3 separate regions of the Mus musculus genome follow, and all the other regions are linked to region 1. A link is a contact called in public promoter capture Hi-C data. All regions are on one chromosome and are shown on one strand. The core of a region is the stretch at or near the end of the contact, and the rest is flanking DNA. Distances in the headings are between cores, read along the strand shown. Region 1 holds the start of Clba1 (clathrin binding box of aftiphilin containing 1). Region 2 holds the start of Nudt14 (nudix (nucleoside diphosphate linked moiety X)-type motif 14). Region 3 holds the start of 9230104M06Rik (a long non-coding RNA gene).

The links. Capture Hi-C pulls out chosen DNA fragments and counts their contacts.
Region 2: a promoter capture Hi-C map of pancreatic islet shows a contact between it and region 1. The contact joins the promoter of Nudt14 here to the promoter of Clba1 in region 1. A contact is called at or near these places in 4 of 39 promoter capture datasets (the 3T3-L1 cell line, frontonasal cranial neural crest, hippocampal neurons and 1 more), 1 of 15 datasets of contacts at CTCF or cohesin (pro-B cells), 19 of 484 Hi-C or Micro-C datasets (B cells, CD4 T cells, CD8 T cells and 11 more), 11 of 115 datasets of contacts at active chromatin or transcription factors (the SCID.adh cell line, cardiomyocytes, double positive thymocytes and 6 more) and 4 of 9 other capture datasets (adipose tissue, liver, macrophages and 1 more).
Region 3: a contact with region 1 is called in a promoter capture Hi-C map of pancreatic islet. The contact joins the promoter of 9230104M06Rik here to the promoter of Clba1 in region 1. A contact is called at or near these places in 8 of 39 promoter capture datasets (the HPC-7 cell line, the SN4741 cell line, cranial neural crest and 5 more), 5 of 484 Hi-C or Micro-C datasets (embryonic stem cells, nephron progenitors, pro-B cells and 1 more), 4 of 115 datasets of contacts at active chromatin or transcription factors (the SCID.adh cell line, bone marrow-derived dendritic cells, extraembryonic endoderm stem cells and 1 more) and 3 of 9 other capture datasets (adipose tissue, liver and pancreatic islet).

Annotation. Positions count from the first base shown.
Region 1 is chr12:112,807,097-112,811,788 of GRCm38.p6, reverse strand. Clba1 (clathrin binding box of aftiphilin containing 1) reads right to left here and starts at 2,814. Exons shown (of 5, transcript NM_145450.3): 1 at 1,981-2,814; 2 at 779-915. The coding sequence starts at 2,400. Gm52004 (a long non-coding RNA gene) reads left to right here. Exons shown (of 3, transcript XR_003950270.1): 3 at 391-798.
Region 2 is chr12:112,939,890-112,944,810 of GRCm38.p6, reverse strand. It overlaps Nudt14 (nudix (nucleoside diphosphate linked moiety X)-type motif 14), which reads left to right and starts at 2,669. Exons shown (of 5, transcript NM_025399.4): 1 at 2,669-2,820. The coding sequence starts at 2,740.
Region 3 is chr12:112,998,741-113,003,302 of GRCm38.p6, reverse strand. 9230104M06Rik (a long non-coding RNA gene) reads right to left here and starts at 2,579. Exons shown (of 3, transcript XR_001780729.2): 1 at 2,391-2,579; 2 at 1,877-1,946. It overlaps Brf1 (BRF1, RNA polymerase III transcription initiation factor 90 kDa subunit), which reads left to right and starts at 2,682. Exons shown (of 18, transcript NM_028193.3): 1 at 2,682-3,130. The coding sequence starts at 2,947.

The DNA.
Region 1 (4,692 bases), core at 1,565-4,064:
GTCCCAGTGCCTAGCCTTGCCAAGCCTGACACCTGGGCCACCTTGGGCCTCTGAAGAACTTGTCCACGGCACAGCCACGACTAGCCTGCTGGGGCTCTCCCCATAGGCTATGCTTTATGGGAGCACCAGACAGCCAGGCACTGTTGGTCAAGGCCTTTGGGCCCCTGTGGAGAGTCTCCTGGGCAGGTTCTGGGTTGGCCCTGCATGGTGGTCAAAATAGATATGACAAGAGCCCAGAGTGTGACAAGGTTCTAAAAATGCCCGGGCCTGCTCGGAGTGTGCAGAGACCCTGAAGCATACCAGCCAGTTTTCCCTGGGCCCTGGGTGACAGAAAGCCTTCTCACCCTACCTTCTGCTCACTCAGTGCCTCAAGACAATCTCTTTTGTCAGGCCCTTAACATTGCTACTGTCAGCTGAGAGCATGTCCCTACCATGGCCAGTCAAACACGACGACGTGTGACTTTCTCCCGAGGCACACACAAGATAACCCTGAAGGTCAGTGGCTGTCCTGAGCTGTTTCCTATGACTGTGGCTGAGGGCCATTAGGGTGTCAGGGACCACTGAGCCAAGTCGCTAACAGCAGCCCTGAGAGGCCACACCAGGGGCACGACTGCAGTATTCATCTCTGCTGCCAGTCCCTCTGGAATGCTGTGGCCCACAGGTGGCCACGGGGACACTGCACCCTCTAGGAACAACCAAAAAAGCTTTGTGAAACCACATTAGCACACAAGAAACGCAGCCACAGCGCCACGGCGCAGTTCCGAGCTAAGTTCATTACCAGAGTCTCGGCACAGATGCAGCCCCTTCATTGCTTCTTTCCAAGAAATGGTCCAGGGAGCAAACGTCTTCAGGAGCCTGTTCCACGGCGACTTCTTGAAACGCAAGCCTAAAAACCTTCTCATAGCTGGGAATGGACTGGAAAGGAGGAACGTCCCAAGGTTAGGAGCAACGTACATACATTAGGTCACCTTGTCCCAAATACTCCACTCTAACATAAGTGTATTTAGTCCCTGGCTGCGTGCTCGGTTGGTGTTGCCGTCACTGACGACCGACGACACCACTACTCAGAATCTCCAGGCTATGTAAAACACAGTGAAAAACCACAGGCTCGCACATCTAAAACCCTGTCGGGGACACGTGGGGAACACTGTCCCTGTTTCCGTGTTGAGGTGCTGAGAAGTCTGTGTGAACGCCAGTGGGAAACAGGACTTCACTGTGGAAGGCTGTGAGTCAGGTGGGGTGGGGTGGACAGTCTGACAGTCTGAATCAGGTGGTGGCAGAGGCGGGGGGGGGGCTGGCAGGCGTTTGGGTTTTGTGTGAGTGTCCCCTGTGCCTGTGGTCTGCAGCTCAGCTGGGTACGCTTTCCTACACTCATCCAGTGTTTTCTGTAAACTTCCCACCATGCACAGATATTTTCTAACACTTCAACCAAGGTGGAGAAAGTGCTCGCTTTAGAAAGAATGTTAAAGCGCTGACTGCAGGAGGAGTGGCCCTCACAGCAGGCTACCCTGCCCCCACCTCTTTCTATTTATCCTCATCTGTGTTTGGGGTGAGCCACTGAGGGGAATGGCTCCGAGGCAGTGGAGGAGGCAAAGGTGTGGTCAGCTCTCAGGGCTGTGTGGGACCCTATGTCAGTCCCCTGACCAAGCCCTCTGTTCCTTGTCCTCCCCCCCCCCCCCTTTTTAGTTTGTTTTTCAAGATTAGGTTCCTCTGTGTAGCCCTGGCTGTCCTGGAACTCACTCTGTAGACCAGGCTGGCCTCGAACTTGGAGATTCGCCTGCCTCTGCCTCTTGAGTGCTGGGATTAAAGGCGGGTGGTGCCCAGCTTCCTTGTCCTCCTTTTAAGCAGAGGACAGCCAACCACACAGCAAAAGACAAACTAGGTGAGAAGAGAAGGCTAGCCAAACCCCCACATTCCCAGGGCACAGAGACTTGGGCAAAGTCTAATGACAAAATACTTCCCACTCAACCACGGAAATACCTCTGAAGATGGGCCAGCAGCAGTTCCTGTCACCCAGGGTCCACCCTGCTGCACCTGGCAAGAACTGCCCTCTTCGGGGACTGAAGGGGTTCTCAGCGGCTGACATTCCGTGGCTCTCCCCAGGAGTTCAAAAGACTGAGAAAACTGCTCCGACTTAGCTGAAGACTCCCGGAAGCCTTCGAACTCTCCCCACCCGCCGCTGAGCTCCCCCGGGTGTGGACAGCTGGTGGGAAGACCCTCATCCAGCCTGGAGCTGTTAGCGTTCGTGTCCGGCAGAACCACGGGACCGTCGCAGCAGATCCGCCTCCGTTCCAAACCATCACCACTCTGTCCTCTAGCTGTCTGGTGGGGGGACCCCTCTCCAGGCTCCTCTGCGAGGTCACTCACTGACTCTCTCCCCACCTCCTGCCCGCCTTGCATCTTGGTGTAGCCAGGCCAGCCGACCCGAAGGAAAGCTGCTCAAAAAACATGCAGCGGCTGAGCTGGAGTTGCCCAGGGCTTCCTGGGAGTGTTCACGTGCCTCCGTGGAGTCGACCCCTCCTGGCACTCGCGGATGACTAGTCCGGCACGGGGGCGTATCCTAGGGCCAAACAAGTGAGGCGAAGGAGGGCCTGTGGGCAGACGCAAGTCCTGGTGGATGAGCTGCAGAACCCGGTCTGCGAGGCCGGAGGCTGAGGGCAGGGAGCTCGGGGATCGCGTCCCAGACGGGAGTCTCGCGGGCTCCGGGACCAGGTCCCAGGCGCAGACGGAGGGGGTCCCGAGCTCCCAGAGGCCCGCAAGGCGCGCACCCACCTTCGCCGCCGCGACGCGCCTCCCGGCGCCCGGCGGGGAGATACTACAGCCAGCTTAGCCGGCAACCAGCGCCGCGCGTTGCCCGGCAACGATGCGTGCCAGCAGGCTTCCGGCGTGCTTTAAGTGTCGTCAGCACGCCACCGTGTGGCGTGGCCAACAGCGCCCCGCCCATGCCCATCCTCTCCCGACTACCACTTATGTTGCTGCGGACTGGAGGATGCTGGCAGCTCTGCAGTGGGTCCCAGCCTGCTATCGTGACTGGTCTTTCTGCCTCCCCCGCCCTACAAATATCGGTGGGAGCAGTTCTCTTTTTATTATGGCGCCCAGTGCCTCTGTGTCCGATATGTCCCTTGCAGTCGCATACCTGGCCCTGGAGTAAGGCCACTGCCACGGTACTGGCCCCTCATCCCACACCCTCCGGCCCTGGTTCCTTGCTCTCCTATTGGATGCTTTCTCAAGTCTGGAAGCTATGGGGAAAACTCTGTCTACCTGATTTAGTTCAGTTCCAGATCACATTCCCTTCTGCAAGAATGAGCGTCTACTGCCTGCAGAGTAGGAGAGCCACTGCCCTGCCTCGTGTGCTCACAGTCTGGGCCGGGTCACCAGCCGGACCCAAGGCGGAGCAGGGTCAGTCTTGGTCATGGACAGGCAGAGACTCACAGGCCCCTGCAGGGCCCTGATGAACTAACCTTGCCCCTCTCCCAGCCCCAGCCACAGAAATCCTTGGCCCTTTCCATATGTCCCCATCCTGAGCTTCATGAAGTCAGCCTTCAGCCTGTCACATCTTTATCCAAGTCACCCTAGACTAGCAGCCATTAACAACCTCCCCTGAGAAAGAGGTGGGTCAGGCCTGCATCTAAACCCAACTTCAGCCCCTTCCTCTATACTCAGATTTCCCCCTGGACTTCCCTAGGCCCTGCTCTGTCCTTTGCATGAATTATGCAGTCCCTCATCCCCTGCCTCCTCAGGAGAACTACTGGAAAATTTGATTTAAAAGTGACAAGATGAGATCATTCGCTGCATCTTGGACCACAGCCTTCCCCATTCCCCTGGGCAGACGAGCCTGGCACTGTTCACTGAGGCTTGCGGGCAGAGAGCTCAGGACCATGGCTTGGTGCAGCTATTCCCAGCTTTCCCAGTGGCCCGGTAGGATGGTGCAGACACAGTCTGTGTTTACAGACACTGGCTTGTTTGCCTCACTCTGACCCAGCAGGTCCTGCTCTCGGTCCGTTCCCAAGGCTCCAGTTCCCCTCACCTGCTGCCCTTGCTGACTTTGACGTCTGGGGAGCTGGAAGGACAGGAAAACTGAGGCCTGGGCCCACAGTGGGACACACAGTGGCAAAGGACTGGGCTGCAGCGGGTCTTCCCACCTTTAGTGTCTCCTCATGTCTGTCTCGCTTTCAGCTCTGAAGCAAGACTTCCAGAACGATTCCAGTTCTTCTGAGTCCACGTTGGGGTGATCTGTGTGACCACTGAGCTGAATGATGGTCCCCAAAGATATCCACGTCATAAAATCCAGAAGCCATGAATATGAGACCTTAAAAAAGGGAGGGGTGTTCTGTATGAAACTAAAGAGGTGAGAAAGCTGGGTATGGTGGCATAGGCCTGGCACACCAGCCCTGGAAAAGATGAGGCAGGAGGATCAAAAGTTAGAGGCCAGCCTAAGCTACATGGTGAGTCTGAGACTAGCCTGGACTAAATGGTGAGACCCTGTCTAGAAGGAGGGAAGACAAGAGAGACGGGTGGAGAGAGGTGTGTGAAGATCCTAGCAGTGTCCCCAAGACTCAGGGCAGCAACCATGCCAGCATCCCGGATAGGCAGAGTGAGCGCATGTCATTCTAGCCCAGTCTGTGATATTTTTTCATAGCAAACATGGTAAACTGATAGACCTCGGTGCACCCTGGGGACCTTACTGAAAAG
Region 2 (4,921 bases), core at 1,420-3,919, 130 kb before region 1:
AATACAGGTCCACAGGCGTGCATCACCAAGCAGCAAACACATCTGTCCTGCATCCAGTGTGGTGGCTCAGAACTGTTATCCTAGCACGTGAGAGGCTGGTGATGGGTTAGGAGTTCCAGACCCCCGAGAAGACTGAGAAAACAGGAGGTCATGTGGGTGGGATCTGTTTTGTAAAAAATTCAAACGCAGAAAAAGATAGACTTGTAAAGAACTTTACCAGCCTTAGCCCCACCCACCCAACTGGGGCCAGCACTAGTCCACCTCTCTCCATCCTGGAAGTCATTTTGACTTTGGCCTTGCATCCTCAACTCCTTGGCAACTCTAGCCCAGCCACCCCCAAGCAAACACACAGACACTTGGAAGGTCCAGCCAACACAGCACTCAGGCCCTTGTCCAGCACGAGGGAGGCAGACAGAAGTGAGGTCCCATAAAGGCTTCAGTGGCCTACAGGTTGGTGGAAGTAGCCCTTGGAGACAGACAGCAAAGCAACCTCCTGGTGCTGGAGGAAGCCGATCCAAGCCGGTCACCACTGTACATGCACACTCAAGCGATTGTGCTTGTCTGATTGTTGTTTGGAATGGGGTGGTATGGACAGAGCTGAGGGTAGCGGCTTCTTACAGATGAGTCTGCTCTGCCACAGCTGACACAGGAGAACAGGGGCAAGGCCTCAGTTTACAAAAAATAAGAGGCCTTTGTGTTCCATAGTTCCCTGGTCTCCTAGTCTTGACTCAGTCCTTCCAGCCACCCTGTGCCTTGGGATCCTCATGTTGTACAGTATCCTTAAGTCCCCGGACCTACTTCCTGTCACCCCACTAGAAAAACACAGAACCTTGGCAGAACCCAGCACCCATCTAGACACACCCAGACCCTGGGCACCGCCCAAAAGCATTTTCTATCCCTGAGCCAGCAGAGGTCAGACCATCTGTGCCCAACAGCTCTCTGGGTATAGGACCTGCCCTACTGTGTGCCTGCTTTGTGTTCACATGGGGCCCAAAGAGGCAGAGAGAAATGTAGGTGTGACTGCTTAAGGAGCCTGAGGTGAGGGTGGCCCTAGTTATGAGGGCCCCCAGATGTGATCATATTGTCCTGAAAGGATGGAGGCAGAGTCCAGAGACCACCAGCAGAATGTCAGAGAGCAGGGAGCCAACAATGTTTTGAAGGTAGGGGATAGACCACATGCCAGAGTGGGACTTTCTAGGATCTGAGAGACAAGTCTGGAGACACCCAAATCCCAGCCAGGGACCTTGTGTTGGAGTCCCAGCATCCTGAACTGACTCTATAGAAGTTTGTCTTGCTGAAAGACAGCAGATGTAATAACGCTGACTTGTGGCCTCGTGTCTCATGATGTCTGCACTGTCCTGGACATGTGTTCAACGGGGTCTTTGGAACTCCAGGAAACGGCTTGCCGAACACAGAGATGGTTTCTCTAAGTCTTGGGCATTGGCAGCATGGTGCCTTCCCACCTCACCCCACCCACTTTTGACAAACCCCTCTCCATCCAGGCTCCTGCATTGCTCCCATGGGGACAATGATCAGCTATCTAACAGTACCACTCTGGGCCCTGGCCAAAGCCCCTTGGACAGACATATTTCTTGCTCCTGCACACAGGTAGCCCTTTCCTGTGGCCCAGGGATCCCAGAAACTCTACTCACCTCAGTTTATACTAACATTCAAATGTGACTTTCCCCCTACAATGATCTGTAGAGTTGTGGGGGCTTTCTGTTTTCCTCTCAGGCAGGCCCAGTGAGCACAGGTAGCCCCCGGCCAGTGACACTGGGCCCTTTAACATCTTCCTTTGCCTGAACTACTGGTTATAGCAGTGAGAACTCTGTGACTGGTCCCTATTGTCTACACACACTCTAGGGAGAAAGTCTGCCAGGAGGCCTCTGAAATAAAGGAAGACACCTGAGGGCTTTGGTTTCGGGGACTAGAGGAGCTCTTGGTTGATAGTCACTCTGACCTCCAGGACACTAGGTGGCCAGGCCAAAGCCTGGAAAGTTCAGTACTTTAGGAGAGGGATGTGTGTGTGTGTGTGTGTGTATGTGTGTGTGTGTGTGTGTGTGTGTGTGTAGTCTTTAAGAATGGCTCTCTGTGAACCATGTGTCCCATATAGTGAAGTCCTCTCTCCTTGAATCTAGAGTGGCCTGGAACTTTGGATGCATCTGGATTGACATAGTGATGGAGCAGATCTGGGGCCCTGAACAGCTGTTGTGAAATGTGTGCAGCAACATGGCCTTTGTGAAGAACAGAGACAGGAAGTCGCACTTTCTCTCAAACAGGGTCAGGTCAGCCTCTGTGTGGCTAGTGCTCTTCCCGGGGCCTTCCTTCACCAGCCTTTTCTCTTCAGATTTGTCTTCTATTCTCCCCTTCTGTACGCTTCAGTGGGGGCCCTGGCTCCCCAGACTTGGGAAGGGGGTGAGTTTGTTGCTAACCCCGGCCAAACAGACTCCCGCTCAGCTGACCTACCCCGGTGATCCCCTCTGATTTCCACCCGTTGGAGGCTTCATATACTACGAAGCCCTCTCCACCCTACTCAGTTCGCTTCCCCTTTATGCTGGCTTGGGGACTTGTCTGAAAGCGCCTCCCTCGCGCGCAGCACTCCCGCAGGTGCTACCTGGACTCTGTGGCCCGCCCTCCGCCCCGCCCCCCGGCCCGCCCCGCGTGTGAACTGGGCATGCCCAGAAGTGCGTAGACGCGCCCGCCGGCTTCGATCCGCGGAAGAATCTGCTCTGCGCCACCATGGAGCGCATCGACGGGGTGGCCGTGGGCCTCTGTGCCCATTCGCCCTACCTGCGGCCTTTCACGCTGCACTACCGCCAGGTGATCCGCCCCACTCGCGTGTCTCCGCGCTCTCCCCCCGCCCCCCGCGTTGCGGCCCCGGCCCCGCCCCCCGAGCTCACGACTCCGCCCTGAGCGGATTCTCAGAGCTTGAGCTCCGCCCTCCTGCAGTCCTGACGGCCAGTCGGTCAACCCGGAATGGCCAAGGAAGGACATGCAAAGAGAATCGCTCTTTCCTGAGGAAGATTTGACTGGCCCTCCATTTCTGACCGCCCATCGATACTTTTATGCAGTTAGACCCATTGATTACTCTGGGTATCAGGGCAGGAAAACTCTTGGATCAGGGCAGGAAGAACTCTTGGGGAACCCCACAATTGCAGATACCCTCCTTGCGCCTTCTTTCTAGCTCCTCCTTCAAGCCTTAACAGAAAGTCTGCTGTCACGAAGAAACCTCTTCAACTCAGTCTTTCGCAGCTCCCAGGTGTCTGTCTCCCAGAACAACAGGGCCATACATAGCTATCTCACATGACACCGTTGGGCACCTAGTAGGCACACAGAAAACATTTGTTGAACCTACTTGCTGCCTCTTCTCTTTCGTCTTACCCCATGGTCTTCCTTCTCCTCTACCCTGCATGGCCCTGTCTAGTAGGCCCCTGGCACGTTGCCCATTTCCATTCTCTATGCTGTCTGATACACAATTTTCCTGACCTGATCAATGTAGCCCTGACTGGGTTTCAGCTTAGATCAGACCGCCCAGGGCTTGGCGTTTGCCCAGCTCTCCCACTCCATTTCTCTCACCAGTGTTGTGGCCTCCAGCCTGCAAATTCCCTTGCCTCTGGTGTGTCTGCTGTGTGGAGGTCCTTTCCACCTACCCACTAGGCTAGGGAATTCTTCTCCCAGAGTGCAGTGAGGTAATACAGGCTTGAGGGAGCAACTGGGTTCAGTTGAGGAACAAAGGGTAGAGACACGGGGTGTGTGTGGGGGATCACACTTCTTTTCCCTTTCCTCGGCTGGTGACATGGGGTAGCCATGTGGCTCTTTCATACCCAGGACCTGGGGTTCTGGTGGGCTGTGGACGGTCCAGGCTGGTTCGTTCGCCCTCACTTCCTGGGAAGTGCTGTGGGGTGGCTTTACAGCTTTGGCTGGCATCCCACCAGCACATTTCCGCTGATGGCATTGGTAACCAGAGCTCAGTTGAGCAGGCAGCGGCCCGCCATAGCCATAGTCATAGCTGGGAGGGGGGTGGGGGTTGGGGTGGAGGGTAGGCAGCATTTCCTCGGGAACTGAAGGATACTGGGCTGGGCTGGGTTTGCCATGGTAGGGGTCTGCAGCCTTTAACTGCCCCAAAGCAGCAGTGGCCCTGTATAGAATGTGCCCACTGCTACATTCTAGAACTGTCTCTCCCTCCCAAGGCCCATGTCAGCATCTCTGGCCCTACTACCCACAGCTCTGACAAAGTGTTTGATCCTGAGTCAAGAGGGTCCTTGTAAGTCACCTAGGGTGACCTCCCTGAAGGAAAGCTGTTGGGGTAGGCAAGACAGGCTCACTGCAGCCTGGGCAGGCAGCCTTCTTTGGAGCCTGCCTAGGTGGCTGGATATCGGGCAGGCCTGGGCTCGCCTCTCGAGGTGGTGCTTCAACGGCCTCCTGGGCAGCCTGCCCTGCCCAGGACATTGGCTCTCTTCTCCCCCTAGAAACCAGGCTGCTGCTACCCTCTCAGGATATCTCTGCCTGCAGTCTCAAGTCAATCTTTCTGTGAGACTCTCCTGTCATTGACAGCAGTACCCTTTTCCTCCTGAGGAAGCCCTGTGGCTCTCTCCTCAGTGTCCTCCCTCTTTGTTGCCTGGCAACACACTGTCTCTGGGACCCAGGCCCCTGCCTTTTTATGCAGATTGTTTGGAGCCCCTGCATCTGTGGTGAGCTGGGCTGTGCTCATGAATGACCCAGAGGTGGACTAAGCAGGTAGGGGTAGGGATGGATAGGTCCAGCCCCACCTGCAGAGACCCTTCAGGGAGGAATGTCTCTGCTGGCTCCAGTCCCCAGAGACAGCCGGTCTTTCCAAGTGGCATTTGGATGGTGGGGACTGTGGGATCCCCATCTTAACCTAACCTTGTATAGAAAGCATCGATGACATCCCCAATACTGC
Region 3 (4,562 bases), core at 1,330-3,829, 190 kb before region 1:
AATCTACTGTCCTATGGCTGTGTCCTTAAAAAGAACCGAAGATGAGGAGACAGACTGACAGACACACACAGAGTACCCTTTGAGGCAGAAGGCAAGGCCTCAGGAGCAAAGACCTTGTTCATACCTTGACTTCCAGCCTTTAGATCACAAAAGTAGAATTTTTGCAGGGCAGTGGTGGCACATGCCTTTAATCCCAGCACTTGGGAGGCAGAGGCAGGCAGATTTCTGAGTTCGAGGCCAGACTGGTCTACAGAGTGAGTTCCAGGACAGCCAGAGCTACACAGAGAAACCCTGTCCAGGAAAACCAAAAAAAAAAAAAAAAAAAGGTTTAATTTCTTTTTCATGTATATAGTATTCTGTCTGCATATATACCTGCACGCCAGAAGAGGGCACCAGATCTCATTATAGATGATTGTAGCTGGGAATTGAACTCAGGACCTTTTGGAAGAGCAGCCAGTGCTCTTAACCTCTGAGCCATCTCTCCAGCTCCAAGAGTAGACAAAGTCAAGTCGCTGAGTCTGGGGCACTTTGTTCTGGTAGTCCCAGCAAACAAATATTCTACAAGTTTTATTGAAACAGAAAAAGAATTGAACTCAAGGAAATGTGTGTGCTGGGACTGTTTTGTGGCAAGGGCTTGACTATGTCATACAAACTTGGGAATGGAAGGACGCAAGGCTAATGAGTGGATTGGGTAAAGCAGTGGTATAGCAGAATCCATAGCAGAATCTGTGCAGAGCAAAGGGGTTTAACACAGGCACTCTCTTCTCTTTGTGGTACGCCTAATACTTCTCCATGATGAAGCATTTGGGGGTACCCCCAGCTCTGAGCTATGTTTTCTCTCTACACAATGGCATTCATGAGTGATAAGCTCACCTTTTCATGTTTATCCCCTGCAGAGCAAGATATTCTTGCTCTTTAAGACTCAGATTGGGTGAGCCTTTTTCAAGATAGAATGGCAGGGAAGCATCCCCAGGCCCTCCAAAGAAGATAGGGCTCCACCTGGTTCCTCTGTAGGGGCTGAAGAACTTGCTGCTCTTCCCTTCTTAGCACTTGTCTTACTGCAATGTACATTGGGGTCACTGAGAAGGGACAAGGCTCAGGGGCATCTGTGAGGAGGTCTGAAGGACCCTGGTCCTCCACCTTGGGACTCTGACCATGGTTATCTCCTAAAGACACCAACTGTATAGGGAACCAGGAGCTCCTGTGAGTGCTTCACTCTGGGTTTCTGGAGTATTGCTTTGTTTTTGTTTTTTTTCCGGACATACCATTGGCTGTCCTGGACCTTTTGAGGCATTCAATGACATGTTGATTTGGGATCCCTTGGGGTGACTCGAGAGCACAGGAACTGTGCAGCACTCCAAATCCTTCAATTCCTTCATTTGCCATTTGACTTTAATATGTATTGTGCACATGATGGTGAGAGGGTACATGTGTGGAGGTCAAAAGAGAATTTTGTGGAGTAAATTCTCTCAGTCCGCCTTTACCAGAGTTCTTGGGATTGAACTCAAGCAAGGCAGACAGATTTGCTTGGCATTTACTTGACGAGCAATCTCACCAACCCTTCCTTTGCTATGTTTTGAGGAGATCCCTCCCAAGTTCTGTTTGTTTGTTTGTGACAGGGTTACTCTATGTATAAAACAGAGTCCTGGCTGGCCTCTAATTCACAGAGATTCACCTGCCCCTACCTCTGGAGTGCTGGGACTAAAGGTGTGCACCAACACAATCGGCTTTTTCCAAGTTGTTGTTCTTGTTCTTCTTCTAAATTGTGTTGATAACGCTGGTTTTGCAAGCTGATCAGAAGTCTGCATATTTACAATGCTTCCCTCTTAGTTTGAGCTCCTGTGGCATCCTGCAGTCTAATTTTGGAGTTTCTTACCTGTAGTAGTGCACAAGATTTGCTAAACTTCCCAAGGACTGACAGGTATGGCTGAGATTGTGAGCAGCGCCTGCGGATGCAGAGGGTTCTGTGTATGCTCTACTTTACCCAGAGCTCACTACCCTACTACCCAGACCCGTTACTGCCAGGAAATAGGAAGTCCTGCTGAGAACTCAGCGTTGAGGTGACCAACTGTGGTCCCAGAGACTGTTCACCCTGGGACTGAGGGATGGGGGATGAGGTGTCTGCAGCAGAGTCTGGGAGAACATTCCAGGTCCCTCTTAAACGCTGCCCCGCCGGCAGTCCTTGATCCTGCCCTCTAGGGCTTGCTGACTCCCCAAGTTACTCCCACTACATCCAGCCCAGGACGCTCCCAAAGCCTATTGTGCCAATCAGTGCAGGCTCCACGGGCCGGGCCTTGGCCGCACACAAGTTACCGCCCACAAACCCATCCCACTACTTTGTTTCCAGATTTCCTCTCTCAGACAATCGGCTCTCCTTCGGCTCCGCATACCGAAAGCTTCGTGGCCTCGGCGCCATCTACAGGCTCCTCCCATACTCGTCCCAGCTCCACCCACCGGCCTACTCCGGGCCCCGTCACTTTAAGCCTCGCCCCTGTCCCAGGCTCCTCCCTCAGCCCGCATTTCCTCCTAGGCTCCTCCCACGGCCCGAGTCGGGTCCCGGGCTGCGCTCCTCGCCCCGCCCCGCCCCGCCCCGCCCTTCTCGCCCGCCCTCCAGTCCCGCCCCGTTGTTGGCTTTTGGCCCGCGAGGCCTCCGGGTTCCAGGTTTGGAGCTTTGCTTCCGGCCGCCCGGAAGGTCGGCGGTTCGGTCCCAGCGTCCCAACGATTCTTGAGTTCCTTTATCGGTCCCGCGGGCGCGGCCGTTGCAGGCAGCGCGGCCCGCACGCGCTGGGCGAATCTGCCGCGACGAATCGGCAGGCGTGGCGCCGGCGGCCTCGCGAGAGTGCGGCGCAGACGGAGGCGGCGCGACGGGCCTTGCGGGCTGAGGGCCGCGGGCGGAGAGCGGACTGCTGAGCGGCTGGGGGGCCGGTGGGGCCCCGCGGCTCCACCATGACGGGCCGCGTCTGCCGCGGCTGCGGCGGCACGGACATCGAGTTGGATGCGGCGCGCGGCGATGCGGTGTGCACGGGCTGCGGCTCGGTGCTCGAGGACAACATCATCGTGTCCGAGGTGCAGTTCGTGGAGAACAGCGGCGGCGGCTCGTCGGCGGTCGGCCAGTTCGTGTCGCTGGACGGTGAGTTCTGCAGCTCGGGCGAGGGGGCCGGGCAGGGCTGCGTGTGCGAGGTCCGAGGGAGGAGTCGAGGCTGGCGGGGAAACTGAAGTAGGTCGTCCTGTGACAGACCGTGGGCAGTCGGACAGGGAAACTGAGGCAGGGCCGGGCCGGGAATCTGCAGCCAGGTCCCCTCCGAGTCCCGTACGCCGATGTAAACTCCGCGATCTGCCCGGTCCAAGCGTCGCGGTCCGGTCCAACGGAGGTCGTCGGGCTGGGTCCCGAAATCTGACAGGCACGGCTTTCAGGCTCGCAGGTTCCGTTTATCCGGTTGGCCACTCTAACAGGTGTCATTGCCCTAAGGGCTATGAAGAAGATGTGCCCAGCCTCAATTCTCTGCCCAGTCGCCTGAGTCCTTATCTTTTTAAAATAAGGGTTTGTTTCCTAACCGTTGAATGTCGAGTCTCTAGGTGAGTTATACTTCCAAGTCTTTCTTTGTATATCTGATTCTTGAGGCAAATGTTACTATTTTGACCAAAGGTTTTACATTTTGAAGCATTCCAATTTGTCGCCTTTTCTTTCTTGAGAGTTTCCTTTGTCACGAATCTAAGATGTCTTTGAGTCACCGCGTTTGTCTTCTAAAAGTTATTGTTTACACTTTTACGCAGTTTTGTTTTTATTTTCTGTAGACTGGGGATCTAGCCCAGGGACTCTGGCACACTAAACAGTTCCCAAATCCCTATGTCAGTGGAAGCCTAGTCCACATTTTTTGAGTTAAGCCTTGTGGAAAGTGGGATGTGCGGGCTGAGGCTCCTTTCTTGTCTGCGGAGGTACCATTTTCCACACATAGTTTGCTGAAAGGATTCCTTTTTTTTTTTTTACATGGAGTTACCATTGTTCCTTCCGCAGAGGTCATTGTCTGCCCCCCTGTGTGAGTCTGCTCCGGGTTCTGTAGTGCATTCAGCCTGACCTTTTGTTTACATTTAATGTTTTGCGATCAGAATTGTGAGCCATCCAGCTTTTGCCTTCCTCTATGGACTAGTGTATTTGTAATCTCTTTCCCTTGGACTGTATGTAACTGTATTTGCATATTTATATGTATTGTGTGTATGGAGCTGGAGCCCAGGTCTTGCTCATACTAAGCAAGTGCAGTGCCACTGAGCTCTCTATGTTCCTAGCTTTTTATGGTTTACTTTGAGTTAGGGTTTTGACAAGTTGTCCAGGCTGGCTTTGAACTTAATCAGTAACCCAGGCAAGCATTGAGCTTGCAGTCCTCCTGACTCAGCCTCTTAAGTAGTTGCAGTTATGAACCTGTACTACCAGACCCAACTTTTTGGGTTTTTTTTTGAGACAAGATGTTCCTGTGTAGACTGGTTGGCCTTGAACTTTTAGCAGCCTCCCCTGCCTCAGTTTCCTAAGTACTGGGATTACAAGCATGCACACCATGCCCTGTGCG